Regions from separate parts of the Mus musculus genome. Here regions 2 and 3 are each linked to region 1. A link is a contact called in public Hi-C and HiCAR-type data. All regions are on one chromosome and are shown on one strand. The core of a region is the stretch at or near the end of the contact, and the rest is flanking DNA. Distances in the headings are between cores, read along the strand shown. Region 1 has its middle 140 kb from the start of Gm31268. Region 2 has its middle 25 kb from the start of Gm12018. Region 3 has its middle 19 kb from the start of Gm12018.

Region 1 (4,830 bases), core at 1,593-4,092:
AGCACCACCAGCACCAGCACCACCAGCACAGGCACCACCAGCACCGGCACCACCAGCACCGGCACCACCAGCACCGGCACCACCAGCCCAGGCACCACCAGCACCGGCACCACCAGCACAGGCACCACTAGCAGCGGCACCACCAGCACCAGCCCAGGCACCACCAGCACCGGCAGCACCAGCCCCGGCACCACCAGCACCGGCAGCACCAGCACCGGCACCACCAGCACAGGCACCACCAGCACAGGCACCACCAGCCCCGCCACCACCAGCACCAGCACCACCAGCACAGGCACCACCAGCACCGGCACCACCAGCACCGGCACCACCAGCACAGGCACCACCAGCACCGGCACCACCAGCACAGGCACCACCAGCACAGGCACCACCAGCACCGGCACCACCAGCACAGGCACCACCAGTCCAGGCACCACCAGCACCGGCACCACCAGCACAGGCACCACCAGCACAGGCACCACCAGCACCGGCACCACCAGCACCGGCACCACCAGCACCGGCACCACCAGCACAGGCACCACCAGCACAGGCACCACCAGCACCAGCACAGGCACCACCAGCACCAGCACAGGCACCACCAGCACAGGCACCACCAGAACCAGCACAGGCACCACCAGCACCAGCACAGGCACCACCAGCACAGGCACCACCAGCACAGGCACCACCAGCACCAGCACAGGCACCACCAGCACCAGCACTGGCACCACCAGCACAGGCACTATCATCATCAGAAGTGATTCACTGTCTGCTTTTCCTTTTTCAAAATTTTACTAATTTGGTTTTTTTTTGGCAATTACATACGTGTATACAGTATTCTGGTTGCTCTCCTCCCCACCCTCTCTTTTCTCCTTACTGCCCTTTTCAACTTTTCCTCCTCTTTACAAGTTCCTTTCCCCACATTTGTGGCTTTTGTTTTGTTTTGTGCCCCTCTAAACTTATTCTGTGTGACCATGGGTTTGGAACTATCCATTGCAGCCAGCTGGGCTCATCAGTATGTAACTGAAGGTAGCACCTGACTATGCCTCCCACACAATCTATTAATGGACAGTCGTTCACCACCGAGGGGGTAGGTCTTATGAGTCCTTACCCAATCCGTGATTGACTGCTGGCATGCCTAGTCTTATGTAGGGCCAGTGCAGGCAGCCACTTTTATTGTGTGATCATGATGACAATGCCTTTGTCATGCTCAGAAGGTGGCATTTCACAGTTCTGTACTCTTCTGATATCAGTGAAGGAGCCCTTATCCTTGGAAACAGTGTAAATCATTGGTCAGCAAGAGGCAGAGTTGAACTAGCAAGTGACACTATGATCTTCCTTCTGCTCTACTCTTTTTACCTAGGTTGCTACCAGACAGTGGCTACCAACAATCCATGGGAGGGCGCTATGCTTGGATTAATGAAGACAACCAGGGCCTTTCTCTAGGAGAGGAGCCCTACTCAGGTGATTATACTTTGTGACAGTTGACATTACAACTAACAATATGGTCATGCGTTAGAATCAGATAGGTCTGTGTTCAGATGTGACTTCCTAATTATTTCCAATCCAGTCTCCTCCACAATAAACACAGAACAATCAGTTCAAAATTTCTGGCTTAAGAAAGAGGTGGTGTGAAAGTGAAATATCCCCTCAAAGGTTCATGTGTTCAAACACTTGGTCCTCAGTTGGTGGAGTTGTTCAGGGAACAACGTTTAGGAGGTGGAGTTTTGCTGGAGGAAGTGGGTCACTAGGAGTGGGCCTTGAGTTGCATAGCCTGGCCCTATTTCTTGCTTGCTAATGCAATGTGATCAGTTGGCCTCCTACTCCTTCCTCTATGCCTTCCTTGCCATCAGGGAATGGATTCCCTTGAAGTGTAAGTCAAAATAAACTCCTTCTTCCATAAATTTATATTATTATTATTGTTTTGGACAGGTATTTTGTCGAAACAATGATAAAAACCAAACCCCTAAAATGCTAGATAATATACGTGGTAGAATGACCCCTGGCAGGTTGTTCAGAACTTGGCATCATCCAGTTCATGAATATTTATTGCAGGTCTACTAGAGGGCTTGAAAATATCAACATAATTCTAATGAGATGTAGACATGAATAGATATGAAAGACTTCATTAGAGAGCACAGTGCTTAGGGTACATAATGAATCAACAAAGAACTTGGGCCTTACATCAGAGGGCCTATTTGAACCCACCTCTGTTATTTCTAGCTGGGTGACCCCAGAGACTCACACATAACCCACTGACACCTACATCGCCAGGCATTGCAAAGGTTACGAGAGTTTCACTTGTTACATCTCAGAATAAAGTCTGGCAAGCAGTAAACATCAAAATTGCTTAATTGCTCTTTACTTTTGTGTGAGAGTTAGAAGGAAAAAGGCCAGGACTATGGAAGTACAGTTCACTAGAGAGCTATTATGTGACACCCAGCTAAGTAAAGTTTCTCAAAAATGGGATATGACTCACAAAGTGGTAGTGGTGGGTGAGTCAGAGGTAGATTTACATGTGTTTTTAGTAAATAATGTTCAAGACAAACAATTAAGGATAAAAGGCAGCAGGACAGCACAATATGCAAGACAGTGCCCATTTCAGTAGATAAGTAAAACGTATCACATATATGTATATTATCTTTCTCTATGTATGTATGGATCTGTCTACTTATTCAAACATTATTAGATTCAGAATCTATTGAAAGACTCCTAATATGATTGCTTTGAGGTAGGGATCTAAAAAATAGCTCATTTCCTGTGGAAAAAGGTGACTCAGAGGCAGAGTTAAGAGCTCAAGGCATGGGGCCAAGGAAGAATCATCATCCAGGCAGGAAACATCCTAGGCCTTAATCAAGAGGCTGGTGACATCATAGGCTAGAATTGTAGCAGGGCTGGGATGGTATGTGCTTTGCATGCCTGTGCTTTCTAATTGGTTCTTTTAGTTGGATTTCACTACTGTAGGCAGGGTGTTGTGTTGGTTAGATTTTTTTGTTGTCACCTTGACACAATCTAGTGTCATTTGGGAAGACAGACCTAAACTGAGGAATTGCCCAGATCAGAATGGCCTGAAGCAATGCCTGTAGGAGATTTTTTCTGATTGATGATTGATGTAGGACAGCCTAGCCCAATGTGGGTAGCTCCATTCCCTAGGTAAGTGGATCTGGGCTGAGATAAAAACTATCCAAGCAAGTGAGCTAGTGAGTGACACCAGTAAGAAGCATTTCCTATGGGTGGTTTCTGCTTCAGTTCATATTCTGACTAAGTCCCTAAAGGGTGAACTCTGACCTGTAACTAGCAGCATAAATAAAACCCTTTCTGGAAGTTATGACCTCTGAGGTTGCCGTGTTTATCATGGCAACAGAAAGTCAAAGTAGACCAGTCTGACATCTGCACTTGTGAACTGAGGCTGTTCCATAGCCTGCTGTGCATGGGTCCTGCCAGGGGAGACCTGTTTTCCTAGGAGTGTTTTTACTCCTGAGTTCGGAGGTGAGACAGCCACTTTCTCTCCAATAACTGTGTGGAGTGGAGCGGGCCAGGAGCACATGGGGTGCAAGATCAGTGAAGCAGCTTGGACATGATCCTTCCACTCTGCCATCTGTACCCTGGAGCTGAGGCTGTTCCACAACCCGTTGTGCATGGGTCCCACCAAGAGAGAGCTGGTCTCCCAGGAGTGCTGACATAGGCTTACAGACCCACAGGAGGAACAAGCTCCAGTCAGGGAGAGCAAGAACATCTAACACCAGAAATAACCATATTGAGAAAGGCAAATGCAAGAATCTTACCAACAGAAACCAAGATTACTTGGCACCATAAGAACACAGATCTCCCACCACGGCAAGTCCTGGATTCCCCCAACACACCAGAAAAGCAAGATGTGGATTTAAAACCATATATCATGATGCTGATAGAGGATTTTAAGAAGTACGTAAACAACTCTCTTAAAGAAATAGAGGAGAACACAGGTAAACAGGTAGAAACCCTTAAAGAGGAAACACAAAAATCCCTCAAAGAATTACAGGAGAACACAGGTAAACAGCTAGAAGCCCATAAAGAGGAAACACAAAACTATCTTAAAGTATCACAGGAAAACACAACAAAACAGGTGAAGGAATTGAACAAAACCATCCAGAATCTAAAAATGGAAGTAGAAACTAAAAGAAATCACAAAGATAAGGAAATCACAAAAAGAGACAACTCTGGAGATAGAAAACCTAGGAAACAATCAGGAGCCATAGATGCAAGCATCACCATCAGAATACAAGAAAAGAAAGAGAATCTCAGGTTCAAATGATACTATAGAAAACATTGACACAATAATCAAAGAAAAGGCAAAATGCAAAAAGATCCTAAAACAAAACATCCAGGATGCAATGAGAAGACCAAAGCTAAGGATAATAGGTATAGAAGAGTGACAATTCCCAACTTAAAGGGCCAGTAAATATCTTCAACAAAATTATAGAACAAAACGTCCCTAACCTAAACAAAGAGAGGCCCATGAACATACCAGAAGCCCACAGAACACCAAAGAGATTGGATAAGAAAAGAAATTCCTCCTGTCACATAATAATCAAAACACCAAATGCACAAAAAAATGAAAGAATATTAAGAGCAGTAAAGGAGAAAGGTCAAGTAACACACAAAGGCAGACCTATCAGAATTACACCAGACTTCTCACCAGAGACTATGAAAGCCAGAAGATCCTGGGCATATCTCATAGAGACCCTAAGAGAACACAAATGCCAGCCCAGTCTACTATACAAAGCAATACTCTTAATAATCATAGTCAGAGAAACAAAGATATTCTGTGACAAAAATAAATTTACACAGTATCTC
Region 2 (5,118 bases), core at 1,618-4,117, 600 kb after region 1:
AGTCACTTCTGAATTTTCTCCATTTGTCTGTGAAGAACAGATGCAGCCTTTGGCTTAGTAATCCAAGTGAATGCCTTGGCAGAGAATATTTAGAGACACAGAGATTTGCTATAGAACTCATAGGTGAGAGTGTAGGGAACTTTGTTCTTTCAGTCCAGTAGCAGCTCAGCTAGTGTTTTATATGGCACAAACCTCACATGTTTATTTACAGTGAGATGTGCAAGTGCCCTACGGCTGGAATCTTTATATAGGCAAGACAAGTGTGCACCCTCAGTATTGAAGATGGTGTGAGGCTACTTTATACATACTAGTTCCTTGATAATGCCAAGGCCATCCATACATCCACCTTCAAAGGGATTCAGACAGCTTGTTGACTGAGCCCTCCTTTCCTCTAGACAGCCAATGAACTGTGAGAAAGAATGATGTTGTCTGTTCTTCACTGCTGTTGTGAAGGAGCTAGAAGGAAGACAAAACATAGTGTCTAGTGAACTGCAAAACGGCTTCTAAAATGTTAGCCATGTAACCTTTGTAACCAAATAGGTGTGCCTGACCAAAGTGTCCTTCACTTCTGATTAGTATTTTCTCTCACTTTTCTATTACAGATTTTGTGACATTAAGTGTAGAAAACTGTTGAAAGTCAGAAAAGCACTATAAAAAAGGAGGAGAGGGACTAAAGGAAAGTACTAATGCCAGCACAGAGGGGACAAGTCTTTGGTTGCTTTGTGGTGCAGTCTTTTCCAAAATGCTGACTTAGTCTGAAACTCAGTAGGACAGAATTTATATCATGCTAATAAATGTCACTTTCTTATCAACCTTTCTATGGGAATTGACCTAGTTTGTAGGCCCTACTGAAAGCATTTTGTAAATCAACTTTATTTTGTCTATCTAAACCTGGTTTTAGGCTAAGGAAAATAATTTTTTTTTTTAGCTGAGACATCAAATCACATGAAACCCAGAAGGATAGGTAGCAGGTGTGTGTGTGTGTGTGTGTGTGTGTGTGTGTATGTGTGTGTGTGTGTGTGTGTGTGTGTGTGTGTGTGTGTGTGTGTGTTGTTTGCGATGTAATTTCCTGGTAGCTTAATTTTGAGTTCTGAAAATCTAGGATAGAGATGGTAAGGGAGGTGGGGGAGGGTGGGTAGGGGTGGGAAATGATAAAGAGGACAAGGGAGGTGTTTAGCTTTCATTTGCAAGCGTGATACCCGCTGCTTTGTTTATGGATTTGATGCTATTCATACAGTCTTTGCAATATTAATTTTTAATTTATGATGCTCATTAGGAGACACTTAAAAGAGAACAATTATCATTTATCTTGATATATTATTTACTAGGACTGACTGTCATGGTTAGAAGCCCATGATTAGTGAGGGGGAATAGAGCAGAGCTTCCAAAAGGTGCCAGGGTAAAGGACAGAAGTGTAAGCAGCAGTTGTCAGAACCTAAAACCCAAAGTTCTGATGTCGAAGCAAAAGCCACACAATCTCTAATCAAGACTCAGGAGGCCCCTCTAAGACAAGCCTGGAGTAGTGCTTAATGAACCCGCAGCATCATATTAATGAGATGCTCGGTAAGGCTATCAGCTCATCAATTATTCATCCAGCTGCAGTCCTGATACTTTGCTATCGTCCTCCTCTTTTTGCGTTGGTGTGATTACTTTTTTAACCCTCCATTTCCTCACTTGGAGTGTAAACAAAGCCTTCTGTTCCTCAGTTCCCCTTTGTTGTGGTCAAACACCATCTGTCTCTCCTCAATAGCCACTCAGAATGTCAAACTTGATAACGGGGAGCTTGTTTCTGGTGGGTTGCAGCTTCTGAAGATGTCAGAGTGATACACAGACTTTGTGCGTCCTGATGCTTTAAGCGTATCTTTACATTCGACATAATGTACTGCACTGTAATTGTCTTTATAGATGACTTTCCCTGCTATACTGTAGGCTCATACTGGATGGATCATACTGAATGGGTGAACGAAGAATGAATGAGTGGCTCTGAGGACTGAGTCATATCTAATGTTTCGTCTTATTTATATTGAAGGTTTTGAAGTGGAGAATCAACATTATCCACAGGTTTCCAAATGAAATCAAATAGACTTCCCCAGGAACCCGACGGAAAGAGGAAACTGTAGTTTACATTCATGAGCTGATTCGTGCAGGTGAAGCTATAACTGAAGGTCTGATGCACAACACACAGGTCTGGAAGCTATCCAGTTGTATACAGGTTTATTTTATATATTCATTTAGAAACTAAAACCAGCCACACACTTAAATCATGTGCAGTTTTAGGGACATATTTACAATAAATACATGTAGCAGAAGCATTTCAGTGCATTTTCCAGATAAAGACCAGAGAGCTTGAGGATGAATAAGCTCTGAAGTAGGAAACAGAGTGGACTTGCTGTGAGAAATCTGATGACTTGCTCACTCAAGGTCAATAAGAAAATGAGTTACCATCCTTCAGGAAGTAAAGGAGCAGGGGCTGTGGTACTGACTCAAACTGACCAAAGCTGTTAGCCTGTGTAGCTCGAGCCAACAAGAAGACACAGGACTGGAAATATGATTTTGGTTTTGTCCTAGATAGATAGGGATAGGAAGAGTTGAGTTATTACTGTCTGAAGGGCAGATTGACAAGTTAGATGGTGATATCCTCTATCCACTTTGACAATTCAAGTAAAGACTAGAGCAGAGATTTTTAACTCTCTTAGAAAAGGAACTTCAAACAAACAGAAGGAAAGTGAACACAGAAGGGGATTCTTCAGCTTTGGCCTAGCATACCACAAAGCCAGTGGCAAGTAGCCATATTGCCATATGCTTCAAATCCACCGAATCACAACTAGTCACATGCAAGCTTATTGGCAGAAATCCGGGAGCCCTCCCTGTAGGCCTTGAGCCACCGGTGAGTCATGCTGAAGTCACTGAGTGTAGGTGTGCTTGAGCTAGTGCTATTGCCCCTTGGGGAGCTTCACTGGGAAGAGACACATGAGCTCCTCAAACTGGTTGCCACAGATGAAGTGAACATCCTATGGTATGATCCTCATTGTATTTTTTTTTATTACATCTCTGAAATTGGAATGTGGTTTCTCATCAATGTTTTATGCTTACTTTTGGACATGTGGCAGTGATAGTAGCAGTCACTACCTGTACATTATTGATCCTGGCTATAGCTGTACATGTTTTTGTTGTTGTTGTTGTTGTCTTTGTTTGTTTGTTTTTTTTTAACTTTAGTGGCATGATATGCATTGCGCTGTATACATGGTGCTGCTTCTCTGAAAGTATCTTTAACAAAATACATTGCTACTTATCACTGAAGCAAAACTACTCTTGCAGGCAAGAAAGGCAGGAGTGCAGAGAAACATGCACTAAGTGTGATATTGGTGGAACAAAACATGTGACAAAAGGAGCAGCCAATCAGATGCTTGGAAAAAAGGAAGGTGTGCTTATAGACAGCAAGGCAGGTCAGAAGGAGGCAAGCATCACAAGTCAAAGCAGGAGTTGTTATGTCTGGGTTTCCTATCTTTGCATAAAATAATGGTATACCTTGCACCAACAGTCCTAGCTTCCAGTCATCTCTACCGTGTGTCCCAGCAGGAAACACATAGGAACCATCTCCTTAAGCTCTCGTGCTTTCTCCCATTTGAGTTTTATGGAAAAAAAAAAAAGAGATGGAATTCAACTTCAAATTTTAAAATCATCGTAAGTGCAATGTTGATTATATTACAAAAGAGCTAGCCTGGAATTGGTTTCTCCTTTCTTACACGTTAACTTCCATTTGATTTTAGGGTAGCTCATGACATTGTTTGATGGAAGGCAACTACTGGGACTGGAAATAGGCAGTTCACATAGAACTCTGGGTCCTGTATTCCCTTTTCAGATGAGACCATTTCATGGGTTCTTCTTGCATTCACTGTGGTGTCCACACTACACATTTTAAATTGACTGTGTGTGGTTAAATATGATACAGTGTCATGGTGGCTCAAATGAGAAATGTCTCTTTTAGGCTTAGGCATTTGAGTACTTGATCCCCAGTTGGTGGCAATGTGGGAAAGGGTTAGGAGGAGCTGCAGCCTTGCTGGAAGAAGTAGGCCAAAGGGGGTGGGCTTTGAGAATTCGAAGCTTCTACCCACTTCTCTCTCTCCTTTGTTCTTGGGGTTGAGATTTGATTGCTCAGCCACCTGCTTCTGCTGCCTTGTCATGCCTCTTCACCATGATTACTCATGCCATGTCTCCCCACCATATCTCTTATCTTTCTGGAATTACAAGCCAAAATAAACTCTTCCTTCCACAGGTTGCTTTTGACCATGCTGCTTCATCACAGCAAGGGAAAGTAAGTCACAAACATCCCATTCTTGCTTGGAGTTGTGTGTGTGTGTGTGTGTATGTGTGTGTGTGTGAGTGTGTGTGAGTGTGTGTGTGTGTGTGTGTGTGTATGTGTGTGTGTATGTGTGTGTGTGTGTGTATGTGTGTGTGTGTGTGTGTGTGTGTGTGTGTGTGTGGTGAGTGGGTGGTTTAGACCACCATTGGCCTATCCACCCAAACAGTTTGGGTAACTATGCAAGCACAAACTTAGAATAGGAATTTAGAAATATAAAACAATTTTAGGTTAAAAAAAAGGAGGGGGTGGGGGACTGACATACAAATTAATTCAATTGTTTCATGTTGCAGATGAAAAGTTAAATTCAAAGAAATGAAGCTATGTGTTTCTTAATTTCTTATTTAATAATTAGTCATTCTGAAAAAATGTTGTGTCCTGGCACCATAATAGCCTATTCTGGCAAGGCAAAATTGGATATAAAAATGTAGACATTTATATATTTTGGTTATATATAAAAATAGCAGTTATTTTGTTCTATCAGCAGTGATGGCTGTCCATTTTTACTAGTTAGGAACATAAATTTGAGTTTTAAAGTATAGTCTTATTTCCAAAAAGGGTTGCTTAAACTTAATTTTATTTTCTCTGTCTCTCTTTGTCTCTCTCTACCTCTCTCTGTCTCTGTGTCTTGTCTCTGTCTCTCTCTCTCTCTCTCTCCATGTGTGTGTGTGTGTGTGTGTGTGTGTGTGTGTGTGTGTATGCATGTGTCCCATAGTGGGCTGTTCCTATAACGGTCATAAGCCAAGTGTTGTTAGCCT
Region 3 (4,607 bases), core at 1,670-4,169, 650 kb after region 1:
CTCTACATATTTGTGCTTTATCTGATCTGTCTAAACTTGGTAATGCAGAGGAGTTCTACTGTTGTTCAGTGAGTAAAATGACCTCTCTTTTAGATCATGAAAAATATAGGCATCTTTTGGCAAAAGAATGGAAGTGTGGCAAAAACCAATCATTTGATCACACAACATCTGAAGACATTATTAGTTTTTCTGGAATGTGTCCTATTGAGATCAAATGAAGTATTTCTACTAGAGAAGTATGAGATTGGGAGTCAGCTGTCAATCACAGCTTTCTGGCAGGGCAACCTTGTATAAGTCAGGATCTTTCTAGGCTATCACTTTAGGAAAACATGAAGCTAAGATATTTGCTGTGAGTGTTTGTCAGAGATTTCATTATTGTCAGAATAGTATTTTGTTATGATCAGGATTGTACACATTATTTCCTTTCCCTCAACTAGTTTTCACAAGTTTTAATATTCATGTATCGATCCACTTTAGAGGCTACAGTATTTCCAGATTGCCACAAGAACAATAATGATGAACATAGTGTATATATCTATAAGCAGATCACATATATGTGAGAGAGAAAACAGTAAGCTGTTGATTAATGGCAAATATTTTTCCATACAAGAAATTCCCCAATACCAGAAAATTACTAAAATTGAGCAAGCTTTTCTTTCATTAGACATGTAAGTAATTTCTCTCTCAAATGAATTTGGGGAGCACATAGGAATCTTAATTCCCACTTTACAGATTTTTTTTCTTTTTATAAAGCTTACATTTTGAACTCCTTTAATTTTCCTAACAGTTGGATTTTTTTAGTGATCCTGACAATTATCCTATTACTCAATCTCTCTCTCTCTCTCTCTCTCTCTCTCTCTCTCTCTCTCTCTCTCATCCTTCCTTTTATTCTTCCTCCCTCCCTCTCCTTGGAGAGACATGACTCCATTATTGTCGGAAACTCCATCTGGGTTTGCTTCTCTGGCCGAGGACATAAATCAAAAAGCCAGTTCAATTTGAAGTTTAGGTTTTCGCCTTAGTTGCTGTAAGAAACATACAGCTACAAACATCCACATAACTGTGGATGTCCAAGGTTTCATCACCGCAGACAGAGGGGTGGTTTAGGACAGTCACCTTTAAGATATCCAGAATAGAAGCTGTTGATCCTCTGTGGATTGTGAATTTCAAGAATTGAGCTTCTTGGTTCTTGTTAGTGAGGTGAGTTTTATGTTCACCATTACATCACTCTGGGAAGCCAGAAGCCTCCTTCCTATTAGGAAGCCTTACCTTGACTTTCATACCAATAAAGTTGTTCTTGGACAAGAGCTCATCCTAAAAAGTGTCTTGAGAATTGCACCTGAAAAACAAAATACTTCCCTTTCTCTTTGCCCCCGCCTCATCATCCTCAGCAGCCTACAAGCTTTGAATCTAAGACAAGGCTCTCAATCTAATGGCTTTTTAAAAACGACCTTCCATCAAGCTGAGGAGCCTCCAGGTGGATTAGACTGAGTACGGGAGACGCTTTCCGGGGGGCAGATGTCAAGCCTCAGAAAGGTCGCTCTATTAGGGGCCCTTTCTTTCTGGACTCAGATTTCCTCCAGGATTAGTAAGAATGGGAAGGGAGGCCTTGGTATTCCGCCACAGGACTCTTTAGCATGCTGAAGAGGGAGTATCTTGCATGACACATGTTCTTAGAATCTAAGCTTCCAAGGGCATTGTGTAAAATGACATTGGAATACAAGTAAGAAAATGTTACTTGAGAACGGTTTCCAAGTGAGAAATGCCAACGATCACTGGAATGTGAAGCTGTTATAATTTCTGGATAATCTTTCAAGAAAAGAAAAAGAATTTATTATAGAAAGAAAGTGTTTCTTCTTGAGAAAAAAGCTAGTTAGAGGCCCACATTATGGTTCTGTCTGAGGAAGACTGGGGAAAGCTCCCTAGCATTTCACCAGGATTAACACCTGAGTCTCTGACCTCCTTGAACAAAAGAGTTCATGGCTAGAATAAGGGGAAACATGAGCCTCCTTAAGCTCTTCTTCAGAGCCAAGATCCACATGTAGTGGCAATCTGAATAGTGGCCTGCATATGGAAAAACCTCCATGTTAACTGTTGTCACAGGGATCTAGCTCAATTGAGCAGACTGACATTGACCAAGTCGTGACTATTGATGGGTACCTTATTGATGGCTCTGGAGTAGTGTGACTAATCAAGTCATTGATCTGATTTTTCCTTTAACAAGTCCCATTGCCAAGGTCACACCCATGTGAGGGAAGGAGGCATGGCGTTCTTCTCAAGGTGTTCAGACAGTCAATATTTAGTAGTGTAACACTTTTTTTCTCCACTTTTCCAAGAAGCCTGATCCTTCAGGCCACAGTCCCACTGTAAATACAAATAGCTTCCTGTAACATCATTTGACTAATCTATTGTGCAGAAATCTGAATACTCATGATCAAACTTTCTGCCTTTTGCCAAAGAACTTCTTGTAGGGGAAAGAAAAAAAATCAGAACAGTAACAAAAGCTTCTAAAGAGAACTATATCTTTTCATTCGCCTAAGTCATGGGACAAGGGTTTTCAAGAAATTCCTTTCTTTTTTCTTGGCTACCATCTGAAAAAATTTAGTGCCAGATGGGTGGGAAATGGAGATGTGATTAGGAGTGTATTTGTCTATTTTAAATGTTGGAAATGACCTTAATGCCAGGCATTTCTACTTGCTTGGTTTACAGAGAAGCCTGGCATTTCTGAGGGTGGGTAGTAGAATGGCGACTGTGCACTCACTGCAGTCTGCCGAATCCTTGGAGTGTCTTGCATAAAAGGGTTCTTGTCGCAGGGAGTGCTCACTGGAGCCAAGCCAAGTCCCTGGGGATGTCTAGTGTCTACTACTTACAGAGCTGGCTGTCAGGTTAGTCTTGTGTGTTTGTAATTGACTATGATGTCTGGATGGTGCTAGAATGATTCTAGCCAACGGTTCCTTTCCAAAAGGGTTTTCCTGGCTAGCTCTCCTGTGACAGAAATGCCAATTTGGGCGTTGCCTGGAGACTCCAAAGATGCAGATTCATTTGGCTGAACTCCGGTTGTGAAGCCAAGTGCTACAAAGTGCTGGAAAGACATATGAGAGTCTAAGCTTGAGTCAGTGCTTCCCGCCTCGAAAAATTATATTTTGGCTTCTCTACTTTTTAATGCTATGTTTAATGTTTCAGAGCATATTTAGTAAACATGTCACTAGCGATTGCCAGTTCTTAGTCTCTTCCTGCTCTGTCCTTAATGGTTTTCCCTTTGGAAAACCTTGGGTCAGTGCAGTGGGTTGAATGCGAATATGAATGCATGTGTATTTCATGCTAGACAGATTGGAGATTTGTTTTCACTAGTTCTCCAGTTTATTTATAGCACCCACTCCTTATGAACCCAGCAACTAATACACACATCTTACTTTCCTCAGCAGACTTGGCTACTTCTCTTCTCTTGAGAAAGCTGAACTTATACTTCACATTAATCAGGGCAAGTTAGGAGGGATTAATAGATCTGTGCAAAGTGTGCTTTCCTTTGCTAAACCAGTTAAAAGAGCAGTGTTCTATGTCTGAATCCATGTAGGATTCTGTCAGTTGAGTAGTGAATGTTTTTCTGCAAAATGAGGGCCCCGTATGCTACAAGCCATGCAGACACTTTTGCTAACTTTGTTGGGCATGTTGAGATGTGGGCAACTGTAGAGGAGTTTTAATCCAGCAATAGGGCTGCTCTGGCTGGATTACAGACACACCCTAGTACACATGTTTAATCCCAAACAATGAAGGTAAAGTTAGTTGTAAGAAGGAAGCACCCATGTTTGAAAGTAACTTCTAATTGAGGAGCAGACAAAATGATGAATCAGAGAAAGATTTGACAGAATGTGTTAGAGATAGGATATGCCCACCTCTCACAAGAGACAGGATGGAAGGGCATCTTAAAAGAGTAGCACAGAGAGGAGGACATACTTGGAGAGTTTTACAGAGATGGATTGGACAGAGAACAAGTTAGACACAGGTGAAGACAGAATGAGCCAGAGAATGAGAAGGAGCCAGAAGGTTAGAACAGATTGCCTGAGTTACTTTGAGGACAAGTAGAGCAACCCAGTCAGATGCAGAGAGAGAAGCCAATTTGAGAAGCCATCTAGGAGAAGAGTTTGACCCAGAGCATCTGAGTTAAACCAACCAACAGAGTTCAGAAAGAACTAAAAAAGATGATTGTATTCATCAGTAAGTCTCAGAGGCTGAAAAAATATGAGGTTCAGATCAGATTGTATGGAGGCTAGATGCTTCTAGGACTAAAACTAGGTTAGTAGATGGAGTTAGTAAGCCTCCAAGATGACAAATATGTCAGGCAAATAAAAGTTACTATAACAGCCCACCTCACGGCATCATTATAATTATTATGCTCAAACTCAATATGAAATTTGATTTAAACCTCAAGACTATATGGATCATAACCACTCACACACTAATACTTATTCAGCAAGATCTGTGATCCTCTTTCTTATCTTAAGGGGTTTCAGTATAAAGATTCAAGTGCAGCATTAAGAAATAGGCAGTGATTGGCAGAATAAAACTCCAGGAGACACAGAAGTATAGGAAAGGGTCAGGAATGTGATTAT

The links. A called contact is a pair of places that touch in the nucleus more often than the background predicts. HiCAR-type assays count read pairs that join an accessible place to other places.
Region 2: a contact with region 1 is called in a Hi-C map of adipose-derived mesenchymal stem cells, with 3 times the contacts expected there. The contact joins two enhancer-like sites.
Region 3: a HiCAR-type map of astrocytes shows a contact between it and region 1, with 1.9 times the contacts expected there. The contact joins two enhancer-like sites. A contact is called at or near these places in 2 of 484 Hi-C or Micro-C datasets (cerebellum and cortical neurons), 3 of 115 datasets of contacts at active chromatin or transcription factors (astrocytes, embryonic fibroblasts and embryonic stem cells) and 2 of 9 other capture datasets (embryonic stem cells and embryonic tail).

The regions. Positions count from the first base shown.
Region 1 is chr11:17,466,164-17,470,993 of GRCm38.p6, forward strand. No RefSeq gene overlaps it. Among named protein-coding and RNA genes, the nearest start is that of Gm31268, 140 kb to the left of the region's middle. Within about 2 kb of position 2,843, at least 62 of the 459 cell types and tissues checked have an H3K27ac peak or open chromatin away from gene starts, as enhancers often do. A contact at or near this core is called in adipose-derived mesenchymal stem cells and astrocytes, where this site is marked.
Region 2 is chr11:18,068,269-18,073,386 of GRCm38.p6, forward strand. No RefSeq gene overlaps it. Among named protein-coding and RNA genes, the nearest start is that of Gm12018, 25 kb to the right of the region's middle. Within about 2 kb of position 2,868, at least 30 of the 459 cell types and tissues checked have an H3K27ac peak or open chromatin away from gene starts, as enhancers often do. A contact at or near this core is called in adipose-derived mesenchymal stem cells, where this site is marked.
Region 3 is chr11:18,112,947-18,117,553 of GRCm38.p6, forward strand. No RefSeq gene overlaps it. Among named protein-coding and RNA genes, the nearest start is that of Gm12018, 19 kb to the left of the region's middle. Within about 2 kb of position 2,920, at least 26 of the 459 cell types and tissues checked have an H3K27ac peak or open chromatin away from gene starts, as enhancers often do. A contact at or near this core is called in astrocytes, where this site is marked.